Regions from separate parts of the Mus musculus genome. Here region 1 is linked to region 2. A link is a contact called in public Hi-C data. All regions are on one chromosome and are shown on one strand. Each heading gives the region's core, a stretch centred on a gene start, on an enhancer-like site or on the middle of the called end of the contact. The rest is flanking DNA. Distances are from core to core; before and after follow the strand shown. Region 1 holds the start of Rangrf (RAN guanine nucleotide release factor). Region 2 overlaps Myh10 (myosin, heavy polypeptide 10, non-muscle).

What was found. A called contact is a pair of places that touch in the nucleus more often than the background predicts.
Region 1: a Hi-C map of embryonic stem cells shows a contact between it and region 2, with 4 times the contacts expected there. The contact joins the promoter of Rangrf here to the enhancer-like site in region 2. A contact is called at or near these places in 11 of 39 promoter capture datasets (the 3T3-L1 cell line, the HPC-7 cell line, HPC-7-derived erythroid cells and 5 more), 23 of 484 Hi-C or Micro-C datasets (the G1E-ER4 cell line, the P5424 cell line, cerebral cortex and 7 more), 3 of 115 datasets of contacts at active chromatin or transcription factors (bone marrow-derived macrophages, embryonic stem cells and epiblast stem cells) and 3 of 9 other capture datasets (adipose tissue, embryonic stem cells and liver).

Annotation. Positions count from the first base shown.
Region 1 is chr11:68,970,818-68,976,743 of GRCm38.p6, forward strand. It overlaps Rangrf (RAN guanine nucleotide release factor), which reads right to left and starts at 3,038. Exons shown (of 5, transcript NM_021329.3): 1 at 2,825-3,038; 2 at 2,624-2,740; 3 at 2,300-2,456; 4 at 2,126-2,211; 5 at 1,667-1,924. The coding sequence starts at 2,901. The coding sequence ends at 1,804. Slc25a35 (solute carrier family 25, member 35) reads left to right here. Exons shown (of 5, transcript NM_028048.2): 3 at 367-519; 4 at 852-986; 5 at 1,133-1,698. The coding sequence ends at 1,306.
Region 2 is chr11:68,809,382-68,815,198 of GRCm38.p6, forward strand. Myh10 (myosin, heavy polypeptide 10, non-muscle) reads left to right here. Exons shown (of 41, transcript NM_175260.2): 36 at 779-867; 37 at 2,220-2,343; 38 at 2,416-2,624; 39 at 3,588-3,696; 40 at 5,001-5,173; 41 at 5,546-5,817. The coding sequence ends at 5,690. Among named protein-coding and RNA genes, the nearest start is that of Ndel1, 41 kb to the right of the region's middle. Within about 2 kb of position 2,925, at least 10 of the 459 cell types and tissues checked have an H3K27ac peak or open chromatin away from gene starts, as enhancers often do. A contact at or near this core is called in embryonic stem cells, where this site is marked.

The sequences.
Region 1 (5,926 bases), core at 1,788-4,287, 160 kb after region 2:
CCGACCATCTCCCCCCATTTTTCCCTAACTTTCTGCCTATAGCTGGCAGCTCCATCTAGCCACTGCTTTGCCCGACCCCATCAAGCCCCGCTCGGTCAGACCCTAGAGCCCGTCCTCACCCTCATATCCCTTGTGCCTCAACTCTCCTGCACCTGTTTATCCTGCCCCGTTCTCTTGACCTGCTGAGGTCCTCCATTCCATACCTCCAGCCTGAACTCTGGGTTGGTGAGTATCAGCAGACACCTGAGGGCCCCTACACTGGACTTGCTGTCTGGACAACAGGTGCATAGCACTTGTCAGCTTTAGCAGGAGGCAGTCGCTGATGCTGGGGTGACTGAACCTCAACCACATGGTCTTCCCCCCCAGGGCATGTTTCAGGCACTAACCGAGATTGGCCAGAAACATGGTCTAGTGGGGTTGTGGCGTGGGGCCGTGGGCGGCCTGCCCAGAGTTGTCATCGGCTCCTCTACCCAGCTGTGCACCTTCTCATCTATCAAGGACCTCTTGAGCCAGTGGGAGGTACTTCCTGGGAACGGGTGGGGCCATCCCTGGAATGGGAAACAAGGGTGGAAAAAGGGAGGTGGGCCCTGGTTCAAAAGTGAGGGAGCTATAGGAGGACTCGAGGATCAGTGATCCCTTAGGATGCTGCCATCATCTCCTAACAGAAGGGGTACCTGAGCCCTCTGGACACTCCTTCAGTTATCACTGTGTTATCTCTGATGGTATGGAAGCTCCCAGAATTACCAGTTGTGTTCCCAGGGCAGTGCTCATCCTGCCCTAAAGTTAAACAACTGTGTGGTTGATAAAAAAAAAAAAAAAAACAAACCAAACAAACTTTATCTTTCTTATAGATCTTCCCTCCCCAGAGCTGGAAGGTGGCTCTGGCCGCTGCCATGGTGAGTGGTGTCGCCATAGTCGTGGCAATGACACCCTTTGATGTAGCCAGCACAAGACTTTATAACCAACCCACTGATACTCGAGGCAAGGTAAGGAAGTACTGCAGGGTCCAGGCTGACAGGGAGAGCTGGGGGTGGGCAAGCAGATCCTCAGATGCTGCCTGGAAAGGTGTCTGGCCCCGGCGGGCTCTGACATGCACCTCCTGTGCTCTCCCTTCCTCTCTGACGTGCTCCAGGGCCTCATGTACCGGGGGATCTTGGACGCTCTGCTGCAGACAGCGCGGACAGAGGGCTTTTTTGGCATGTACAAGGGTATAGGTGCCTCCTATTTTCGCCTCGGCCCCCACACTATTCTCTCCCTCTTCTTCTGGGATCAGCTGCGCTCCTTTTACAACACATATGCTAAATAACAATCACTCTCTTGTAACTCCAGATCAACACTCTTTGGGCACCTCTGCCTCTACTTCCTATCACAGTGACTGCTGACAGATTGACCTCTCAATGCCCCTAAGGGGGACAGCCACGCCCACTCCTCTGTTCTCCTAGGGTTGAGTCACTGAGTGGGTCTTGCTTTAAATTTTTCCACAAATCCCCCGATATATTTCATACCCATCTCAGGGTTGAATCAGTCACTCCAAAGTATATTTCTACTGCCATTCTTGGGTTCCCCCCAACTCCCTGCTCCTATACACAGCTTTAACTCCCCCCCCTTCCAAGACCAAAGGGAACTGGGAGACCCAGGTGTCCTCTTAGATTTGAAGGCACAGAAATTATGTTCTTCATAAAGCAAGTTTATTTCTGCAGAGGAAGTGTCTTATGTTTACATCCAGGGAAGAAGCAGAAAGAAACTCCCCCTCTCAGAACTGGGTCCCCGAGTCCTCAGTAGCACGTTGTGTCTCAACGATCTTTACTGGGGACCAAAGAGGTTGGGATCATGAAGAGTCAAACTAGTTACCAGCTGTTCAAAGTTACTCAGGCTCCAAGGTGGACATGACAGATTTTCAGGGCCAAGAGACCTGCTGTGACACCTTAGGGTAAGGGAATAGAGGGAGAAGGAAAATGGTCCGGCTTGAGGTTTGCAAGATCACACTTCCTATCCCCCAGAAGACCTGACCCTCCTCCCCCAAAGCCTGTGGCTTATTTCTGCTTCCTTGAAGGAATTTGACCCACCCAACTTAATTGTCGTGGGGACCCAATTGGGAGGTTCCCACCCGCTCTTTCGTCCTTACGGGGGCTGATTGAAGGTGAGCAAAAGATCAGTCTGATACTGGGGCAGCCGCAGCAAGGCCTGATGCAGTGTGACATCCTTTGCTACCTAAAGGGATCAGAATCAGCATGCTTACCAGGATACCTGGAGTTATCCCTCCCCGACTCCAGGGCGTCCCATTCGCCATAGCCCTCACCTGCTGGTTTTCTTTAGCTACCTGCTGCTTGCCAGAAAGGGACCAGGCATCCTGACAGCAGCCTCTCAGGGATAAGTTCTCCAAACAGAGAGGCTGCACAGATAGCACGTGCACAGCCCTAGCCCCCTGCACCCGGCCAACGTCCTCAAAATGGTACCTGGCATGGGAGGAACAGTGGTAAGGAGGAGCATGTCTGAATAACCCAGCCCCACCCTCGAGCCTGGTCTGCTATTGCCCTTGGGAGTTTTCGTCCTGAATAACCGTCCAGCCACAGACCCCGCCCACTTTCTCGGCTCCCGGCCTCCCGTTGGCTAGCTTTCTCACCGCGCAGCCGCTTCGCCCTGCACGTGGGCCTGCAGCTCCAGAAGTTCTATGATCAGACTCTGGTCGGTCACAGGATGGCAGAAAACTTCTTGGTTGTCTGGCACCGGTCGGAGGTCACTGGAGAGGGACAGGGAACCCTCTTGTCTCTGGCTTTTTCCCATAACCCACCCGATCGGCCTCCGGGGAGGCTGGCTTTCTCACCTCACATCAATGGCCCCTGTAGGGAGGATGGCGGAGAAGGCGCCTCCGAACAGTGGACAGTTTCTGTTGGGCTCCATAGATCTAGTACTTGAGTCTGGACATTAGCGAGGTTTTAAAGAAACCTACATGAGCCTTTGAGACATCATTTCCCCTGGTGTTCCCGGAGCACCCACTACCTCCTCCCGTCCTACTAAGCAATGGGACCTTTAAGATCTGGTCACGCCCTGCGAGCACGCTGACCAATCGGCGCCCGCGCTTCGGGGGCGGGGCTATCCTTGGGGGCTAGTCTCTGAAGCCCGGCTCTTTGGAAAGACCCAGGACCGCTGGGGTCTGCTTTGCAGTTGTACTTGAGTTTAGGGTTGGTGATGCTAGTGATGGGTTAATCCCTCGTGCCCACTTGCTCCTTCATTGTAAAGGAGTTATACCTTCTAAGAAGGTCACTTGAGACCGCCCTTAAGGACAGTTGTTCAGTTAAAGGGCGGGTTGTGGGACCACTTGACTCCAGTGGAGCGACAACCAGACCACTAACTCCAGGATCTAATGCTGGGACTTGGGGAAACAACAGGCCCAGGTGTGGGTCTAGGTTAAGATTCAGACCTCAAGCCTTGATACCTAACCCGAGGATTACGGTTCTAATCCCCTCAAATCTTCCCCTAGGGAGGGCAAGGGGAAGCTCTCTCCCACACCTGAGCCAAAGCACAGATTAAACTATTGTTTTTCCTTTACGGATTTTTAGAGTGTTCTTTTTAAGTATTTGTTCAACTTTTATCCTCCCAGTTAATTTCTCCATTCATCCTTGATCTCTTGCACCTGGCAAAGTGTTTGGCACATAATAGGCCTGGTGGTATACTGCTGCACTGCGGGATGAATCTAGATGCCTGGAGTCCATGAGGCCACCCATGCTCTCATGGATTTTACACCCAGCTGAGAACCGGGCAAAGAGGTTGATTCTCACCTCGACCAATGAACCCTCATAATTTACTGAATTGGAGGCAAGGGTCACGTGCCTCAGAGTGCAGCTCATTTCCTTCGTGAGCCTGACAATACAAAAGTCCACCTCGCCAAGGTGTAAAAGTACCAGTGGAACTCGCTTTGCGTCTTGAAGTTTGATTTACAGAGCTCTTGGGGGCATCCTAGAGATGTTCTAGCCGGGACATAGGTGTAGAAACTTAGCACAGTGTGTACTCTAGGAAATGCAAATATGCAAGGGGGAGGGCAGGCAGATGGAGTCAGGGAGTTGTGAAGATGGTTAAGGATGGAGGATTTTGCTTGTCCACTTACTGTTTGCAATGCTAGGGATTGAGCCCAGGGGCCTCTACCATTAGATTCTCTCTCTCCTTCTCCCTCTCCCTCCCTCCCGTAACTGAACCTTAGCCTCTTAAGTGTACTCAGTATGTGCCCCCACCCCGGCTATCCTGGAACTCACTCTGTAGACCAGGCTGGAGTCGAATTCAGAAATTCTGCCTGCCTCTGCCTCCCGAGTGCTGGGATTAAAGGCGTGCGGTGACTCCTTCTTACTGTAGGCATCTGGCTTCTCTCTGAACTTTTCCTCATCTCTAAAGCACTGTTAGGAGTGAAGTGTGGCCACGTGTGGTGGCTCACGCCACATGGCACATCCAGCACTGAAGAGACAAAAGCAGTCAGATCTGTAGTTTGAGACCAGCCTGTTTCTTGTTTCTACATAGTGAGTTGCAGGTCAGCTAGGGTTATATATTGAGACCCTTCCTCAGGCAAGAGAAGGAGGGAGGGAGGGAGGGAGAGAAGAGACAAGATGTGGGTGTGCTTGATCAATCTGTTTCGGGGGGGGGTATCCTGTAACTAGTTTACTCTGTAAGAGAAGGGGTGCAGCCCCCATGGAATAGAAGGAGCTGGCCATGAACGTCTCTCCATGTAGACCTTTCTGTCTCTCCTCCTCACCAGGAGCAACAACAGCTTGAATAGCTTTGTACACAGTCAGGCAGATCAGAAATCCTTGGGTAGGGACCTCCAAGGACATAAATGCTATTAACAAGTTCATAACACTAAGTACCAGGAATGGAGCCCTGTAATGAGCCAGAGGGAGGAGAAAGTTTCTTCAGCTTTCCTCTTAGGATTTCCTGGCGCACCTCAAGTTCTGCAGTGGACTAAGATAGCTGGAGACCTCAGCTTTCTCCAGTCTCTGGGTTCTTGGGATATGACAAGGGTGGGGAGCAGAGATGTGCCAAGGCCCAGGGCCAGATCTCTCCTTGGAGGGTGGGGTGGAAGACCAGCTTGTCTTGGCAGATCTCTATATCCCCACTGTTGATTCACCATCCCTCCCTTGGTATCTGCCATCTCTTGTGCTCTTCTCAATGCTGACACCTCAGGGTGTTCAACCTCAAACTCCTGAAGAAACTGGAGCTGTCTGGGTCAGTTTGTTGTCATTTGATCTGAAAGAACCTATTTGGCAAGCTCTCCTACTTGCATCTTCCCGGAAGCCAGAGTCCAGTGAAAACTGGTCCAGCTGCAGCTAGGGCAGGTGTCATGGACAAGTCTCAGATGGCACACATCTGTCCTTCTCATTGTGTGAGTGTCTCCAGCTCTCAGTCTGCTGGGGACAGCCAACCTACAACTGGAACAGGTTTGGTTTGGTGCTCTGGGATGGTCCTTGCCCTTTGAAAGAACCAAAAGACAGGCTTGGAGGGACCTGGCGAGATAGCTCAGCAGTTAAGAGCACATGTTACTCTTGTAGCGGACCTGGGTTCAATTCCCAGCACTTACGCGGTGGCTCACAATCATCTGCAACTCTAGTTCCAGGGTATTTGCCCACTTCTGACCTTCACAGACACCAGATAGACCAGATGGAGAGCATCGGTGCAGGCTCATAAAATTAAATATATAAATCTAAATGGGGGAAAACAAAGACTGCCCTGGCCCCCAGAGACACAGCAAATCAGTGCCAAGCATCCCTTTATGGAAGAGTTAAGGCAACATAGTTCCTGTATGCAGCAGCTTCAAGCCTTCAGCCCTGCCATGAGTCTCTTTGAAATGTTGGTGAAGGTCATGAATATTCACTCAGAAAAATGTTTGTACATTATGGAATAAAGTGCATAAGAACACAAGAGAAACTAGCTTGTTTTGTTT
Region 2 (5,817 bases), core at 1,675-4,174:
GACAACAGTTGCCATGAGAACTCACCAGCACAGGCTACAGCCGCTGCTGAGACCCTGTCAGTCCGGGAGAGGCTGAGAAATGAAAACTGGACCAGACATGGAGCCGAGCCCAGGCTTAGCCTGAGTGCCAGCTTTTAGTCCTTTCATATTTTCTATTTTATTGTGTTTTATTTATTTCCTGTGGGATATTTTTCTCCTTCTGTGAGGTGTGTATGCATGTGCGTCAGGGAGTGAAACCGGGGCCTCGAGCACGCTCACACATGCCCCAGCACGGTTGATGGCTCCTGTCTCCATACACTCTGAGACACAGATTCCCTCTAAGGTTCTTTTTCTTCATCCCACAAACTTTGACACAGGGCAATTTTGCTGTCGCAATGCTGTATTTTTCTTATTTCTATGAATGGCTTCTTTGATCCACAACTAATTTAAAAGTGTGGTTAGACTTCCAAACAGACTCCATTTGCTTTTTGGTTGCTCTGTACTTCAGCATACCATGGTCAGCAGCTGCAAGGCCTTGAACGAGCTGTGATCTGGTGTGGCCAGTGTCTCTGTAGGGTTCAGAGTTGAATCTTGTGCTCGATGACTGTAGGGAACATGCAAGGATGGTGGGATACAGCCACTGCACACCAGTGACAGTGAAGCGCTTCCTTGGTGGCCTTTGTTTACTGGGCCTGTAGCACATCTGGCCTCCTTCCTTATAGAGACTGCTGCTTGGTTGTGTGGAAAGCATGAGGGGACTGACCATGGCCAGAGCCTAACTCAGTTTAAACTCATTCAGGAGCTGGCCTCATCCGAGCGAGCCCGCCGACACGCAGAGCAGGAGCGAGACGAGCTGGCTGATGAGATCGCCAACAGCGCCTCTGGAAAGTGAGTCTTCCTCGACAGCAGGCAAATGGGAGGGGTGGCGTGGAAGCGCTAGCATTCGGCCTACCCTGTGCACAGGCTAGGCACAGTCACCTGACATCGCAGAGTAAGTGGGCTTGCTCATCTCTTCAGGTCTAAAAGGATGACAAGAAGTCTGGGCATCCTCAGCCACTGCCTGTCACACATAGGGCCACACACTCATATGCCCATGCACACACATGCGTGTACACCTGTGGCGGTAGGTGCCACTGGCCTTACAGAGTGCACATCCACAGACTGCCTGAAAGCCTTTGGAACAAGAGATAGAACTCTTAGTTCCTCCAGCACCATGGCTGCCTAGATGCTGCCATAGTGCCCTCCATAATGATAATAGACTGAACGTGTAAGCAAGCCTCAATTAAATATTGTCTTTTATAAGAGTTGCGGTGTTCATGGTGTCTCTTCATAACAATGAAACCTTAACTAAAACACCATAACATGTATGCCAATATTGCATCCTTGAGTATACCTTGATGTACTGGCCATTACCATAGCTCATGGGGCCCACAGATGGATAAGACTGTTGATAACTTTCCTCCTCTCAGGATCCTAAATTAGCCCCTTCTGTTACTATGAATGTTTTCCAGCAAGGAAAAAGCTTCCTTGTCAGTACCAATTTGATTTCTCCATGTTGTCATGTATAGGGTTTACCATAAAGTTACTATAGGAAATGTAAAGTGGCAATCAATAGTTGTTTTTGTTTGGATAGTTGCCAAGACACCACTGACCAAACCTGGCACCTGAGGGCCTCCCTTTCAGACTTGGCTTGGCTAGTAGCTTCCTTACAATCTTCCTTGGAGTTTCTTGGTTTTGTTTTTGTTTGGGGGTTTGTTTGTTTGTTTGTTTTTTTCTTTTTTCTTTTTTTTTTTTTTGGTTTTTCGAGACAGGGTTTCTCTGTATAGCCCTGGCTGTCCTGGAACTCACTCTGTAGACCAGGGTGGCCTCGAACTCAGAAATCCGCCTGCCTCTGCCTCCCAAGTGCTGGGATTAAAGGCGTGCGCCACCACGCCCGGCTTGGTTTGTTTGTTTTTAATGATTTCTTTTGACCAATTAAGTTGCTTTCTCCTTGGGAGTGCTAGGACATTAGAGTTCATCCAAGATCTTGGCCAAATTCTAGAGGCAGAGTTAAGCAGCAGAGAGGTCACCACAGTGGTTCAGAGGACAGTGCAGGACCAGGAAGGCAGATTTGGGAAGGAAAGAGAACTGTCTGAGGGTGGGGCTTACCCACAGATCAGGGATAAATGCAGGGACTAATCGGGAGTCACACTCACAGTTCTCATCCTATGCTCTGTGCTCGGCCCCTTCCTCGAGCTTAGGTCTGCGCTGTTGGATGAGAAGCGGCGCCTGGAAGCGCGGATCGCACAGCTGGAAGAGGAGCTGGAGGAGGAGCAGAGCAACATGGAGCTGCTCAATGACCGCTTCCGCAAGACCACGCTGCAGGTGCCATGCGGCCGGCCCTGGGGGCAGCAGCATTGCCCCTGCACAGGTTATCTGACCTCCCTCCTCTTGTAGGTGGACACACTGAACACAGAGCTGGCAGCAGAGCGCAGCGCTGCCCAGAAGAGTGACAATGCCCGCCAGCAGCTGGAGCGACAAAACAAGGAGCTGAAGGCCAAGCTGCAGGAGCTGGAGGGGGCAGTCAAGTCCAAGTTCAAGGCTACCATCTCAGCCCTGGAAGCCAAGATTGGGCAGCTGGAGGAGCAGCTTGAGCAGGAAGCCAAGTAAGATGTTGTGGGCCATCTCATGACCCAGAAGTAGCCTCGCCCATAGGAACACCCAGTGCAAGGGAATGTGGGAATGCAGGGTGTGTGACCTGCACAGGAGCTAGAAGGTTCTGAGAGCAGTGAGAGCCGTGCCTAAGGAGGGGCTGGGGCTCTGCCTGGCCCTGCTGGAAGTCCTCATGCTGCCCCATGACTTCCTAGCACCAGCATCTTTATGGATTCACTGCAGACTTCTGATGGTTGCACCCTGTGAGGTGCTCATTTGCAGTATTTCTCAAAAGCATTCTCCCCCAGGCAGTTTCCATCACACCAAATGAATCAAAGCACTGCATGGGATGGAATGAGCAGGCGGCTGCAGCAGGTGGTAGCACTCCTACCCACCTCGTTGGGGAGGATGGGACCGGAAATGCAGCCCCGGTGCTACATCCCTAGCCCTCCCCCCACTCGGCCTGAAGTGTCTCCAGCAAGGCACGGCAATGAAGCTTTCACTAGCAAGGTTTAAGTCGCCTTACCTGACTCCACCAGACCCAGATCCAGCTAGGAAGGAACAGTTCCTGTCTGCAGGGACTCTCCGTGTTCATCTCCTCTAACCAGGCGCAGTCCCAGGCCAGAGAGTGGTGGTTATTTCACTGTTCCCCAGTGGGTAGGGTTTGCTGCTTCCATTGGCTGTAAACTCTTCATCTGAGACAGTCACTCCATAGACTAGGTGTTTGTTATGTGATAACCATGTCTGTTCCCTATGACTGGCATGTGTATGTGGCATATGTCACTCACTGTGTGCACAGAAACAAGGCAGTGCTGCCACTGAGGACACGGAAAGGCAGTCCCTGCGTCAGGCTTCTGGGAGGTCTGAAGGCCGTTCCAGTAGGTGTCATTTTCTAAAGAAAAACAACTCCAAAAATACTTCCCCGCTTAAAATATAATTAATTTCAAGTTTTAAAACTACTTTGGTCACTTTGTCAGGGAGCGAGCAGCTGCCAACAAACTAGTCCGTCGAACAGAGAAGAAACTGAAAGAAATCTTCATGCAGGTTGAAGACGAGCGTCGGCATGCGGATCAGTATAAGGAGCAGGTAGGAAAAGCCAGGCGGGTGAAGGTCACCACTCCAGGAGTGTTTAAGCAGGCAATCAGAGTTAAGGACACTCTTGGAAACTCTTAATTACGGCATTTCAACCCAGGCAGCAGCCTGTGTTCCCCCAGTTCCAATGGGGAGAGCGAGTCAGTGACACTTTGAGGTGTGAGCCCTGGGCTGAGTTTTAAAGTTACATTCAGCTTCCTCCACTCCACCGTGTCGCAGGCAAAGAGGCTTCTTCCAGTCCCCTCCTGTGCCTGGATTAATAGTTCTTGGGTACGGTGAGCATCGGGGACTGGTCAGAGGGAATTTGGGAAATGGTAAACAGCAGCAGAAAGCAGGGATTGTGAAGGGCGTCTGCCCTCATGCACAAACCCTAATCCCAGAGGCTCGGTATTGAAGGGCTCGCTCCAACACTCCTGGGATCCCAGTAGAGCATCGGGATCAAGACCACCTCAGGGCCTTCGCTTCCCTACTTGCCAGGCAAGTGACAACTGCACCCAATGAGGCAGTAGCCAGTCCCTGCAAGTTTAGGAGCAAAGGAGCCACAGTCAGATTCTGGGTGGTTTGGTTTGGTTTGGGTTTTTTTTTGGTTTTGTTTTTCGAGACAGGGTTTCTCTGTGCAGTTTCTCTGTGCAGTCCTGGCTGTCCTGGCACTCACTCTGTAGACCAGGCTGGCCTCGAACTCAGAAATCTGCCTGCCTCTGCCTCCCAAGTGCTGGGGTTAAAGGCGTGCGCCACCGCGCCCGGCTCATAGTCTTTTTTTTTTTTTTTAAGATTTATTTGTTTATTTATTTATTCTATGTAAGTACACTGTAGCTGTCTTCAGACACACCAGAAGAGGGAGTCAGATCTCGTTACAGATGGTTGTGAGCCACCATGTGGTTGCTGGGATTTGAACTCTGGACCTTCAGAAGAGCAATTGGGTGCTCTTACCCACTGAGCCATCTCACCAGTCCCTCACAGTCATATTCTTAAGTGGGAGCACACTGCACTCTCCAGAGTGGCTGTGTGGAACAGCCACGCTTCACGGACAGTATCCTGTCCAGACTGCTAGCCTTCTGCACAGCCCCATCAGTCATATGGAGATGGAAAACTAGTTTGGTTTCACAGGAAAGGCAGTTTTGAGTTTCTGATTGTGTGGCTTGCTCTGTAAATACTGGCTTTACTAAGGCAAGGGGAAGCACCTTAGAGCAGCCCTAAAACAAGTGCGCTTGTGTGCACGCAAGATGTCACAGAGCGTGCTGACCCTCCGTCGTCTGACCCTGGGTTCTGTTTGCTTTTCATTTGTGTAACGCCCCAAGATGGAGAAGGCTAATGCCAGGATGAAGCAGCTTAAACGACAGTTGGAAGAGGCTGAGGAAGAGGCCACACGTGCCAACGCATCTCGGCGTAAACTCCAAAGGGAGCTGGACGACGCCACTGAGGCCAATGAAGGCCTGAGCCGCGAGGTCAGCACTCTCAAGAACCGGCTCAGGTAAGTGTTCGGTGAGCCATGGAGAGCTGGCAGGCTTCATCTGTGGAAGCTGGATCCAGTCCTCTGGAATCCCCAGGCAAGAGGCAGGACGTTTACAGTAGTGAGCGGGAGAAAGCAGACATTAGAATCCACAGCCTCACTCAAGCAGGGCAGGAAAGGGGAGAGCGGTGTTTAAGAGATAGGGCTTTCCCCATAACCTGTCTTCCTTAACCATGTTGGCCCTGCTCACGTGCAGGGGGGGGGGGGCGGCACAGGATGATGGGGTAGGAAAGCTACCCCCCAAGGCCGTGACGCCCCAGACGGGGTAGAAGGTGGAGAGTGAGCCTTGTTTAGAACCCAGCAGCCTCATGTTCCTGTGCATTTCTCTCCCAGGCGGGGCGGTCCAATCAGCTTTTCTTCAAGCCGATCTGGCCGGCGCCAGCTGCACATTGAGGGGGCATCGCTAGAGCTGTCAGATGACGACACAGAAAGTAAGACCAGTGATGTCAATGACACACAGCCACCCCAATCAGAATAGGCACAGGAGGTCAGAGGTGATGCTGAGGACAGGCCAGAACTCATCCCAGCACCAGTCTGCTTGAGCCCTGCACTCACTGCTCGGGAATGGCAAGCTCCCAGATTCCTTCCAGGAAAGTCAACTGTGT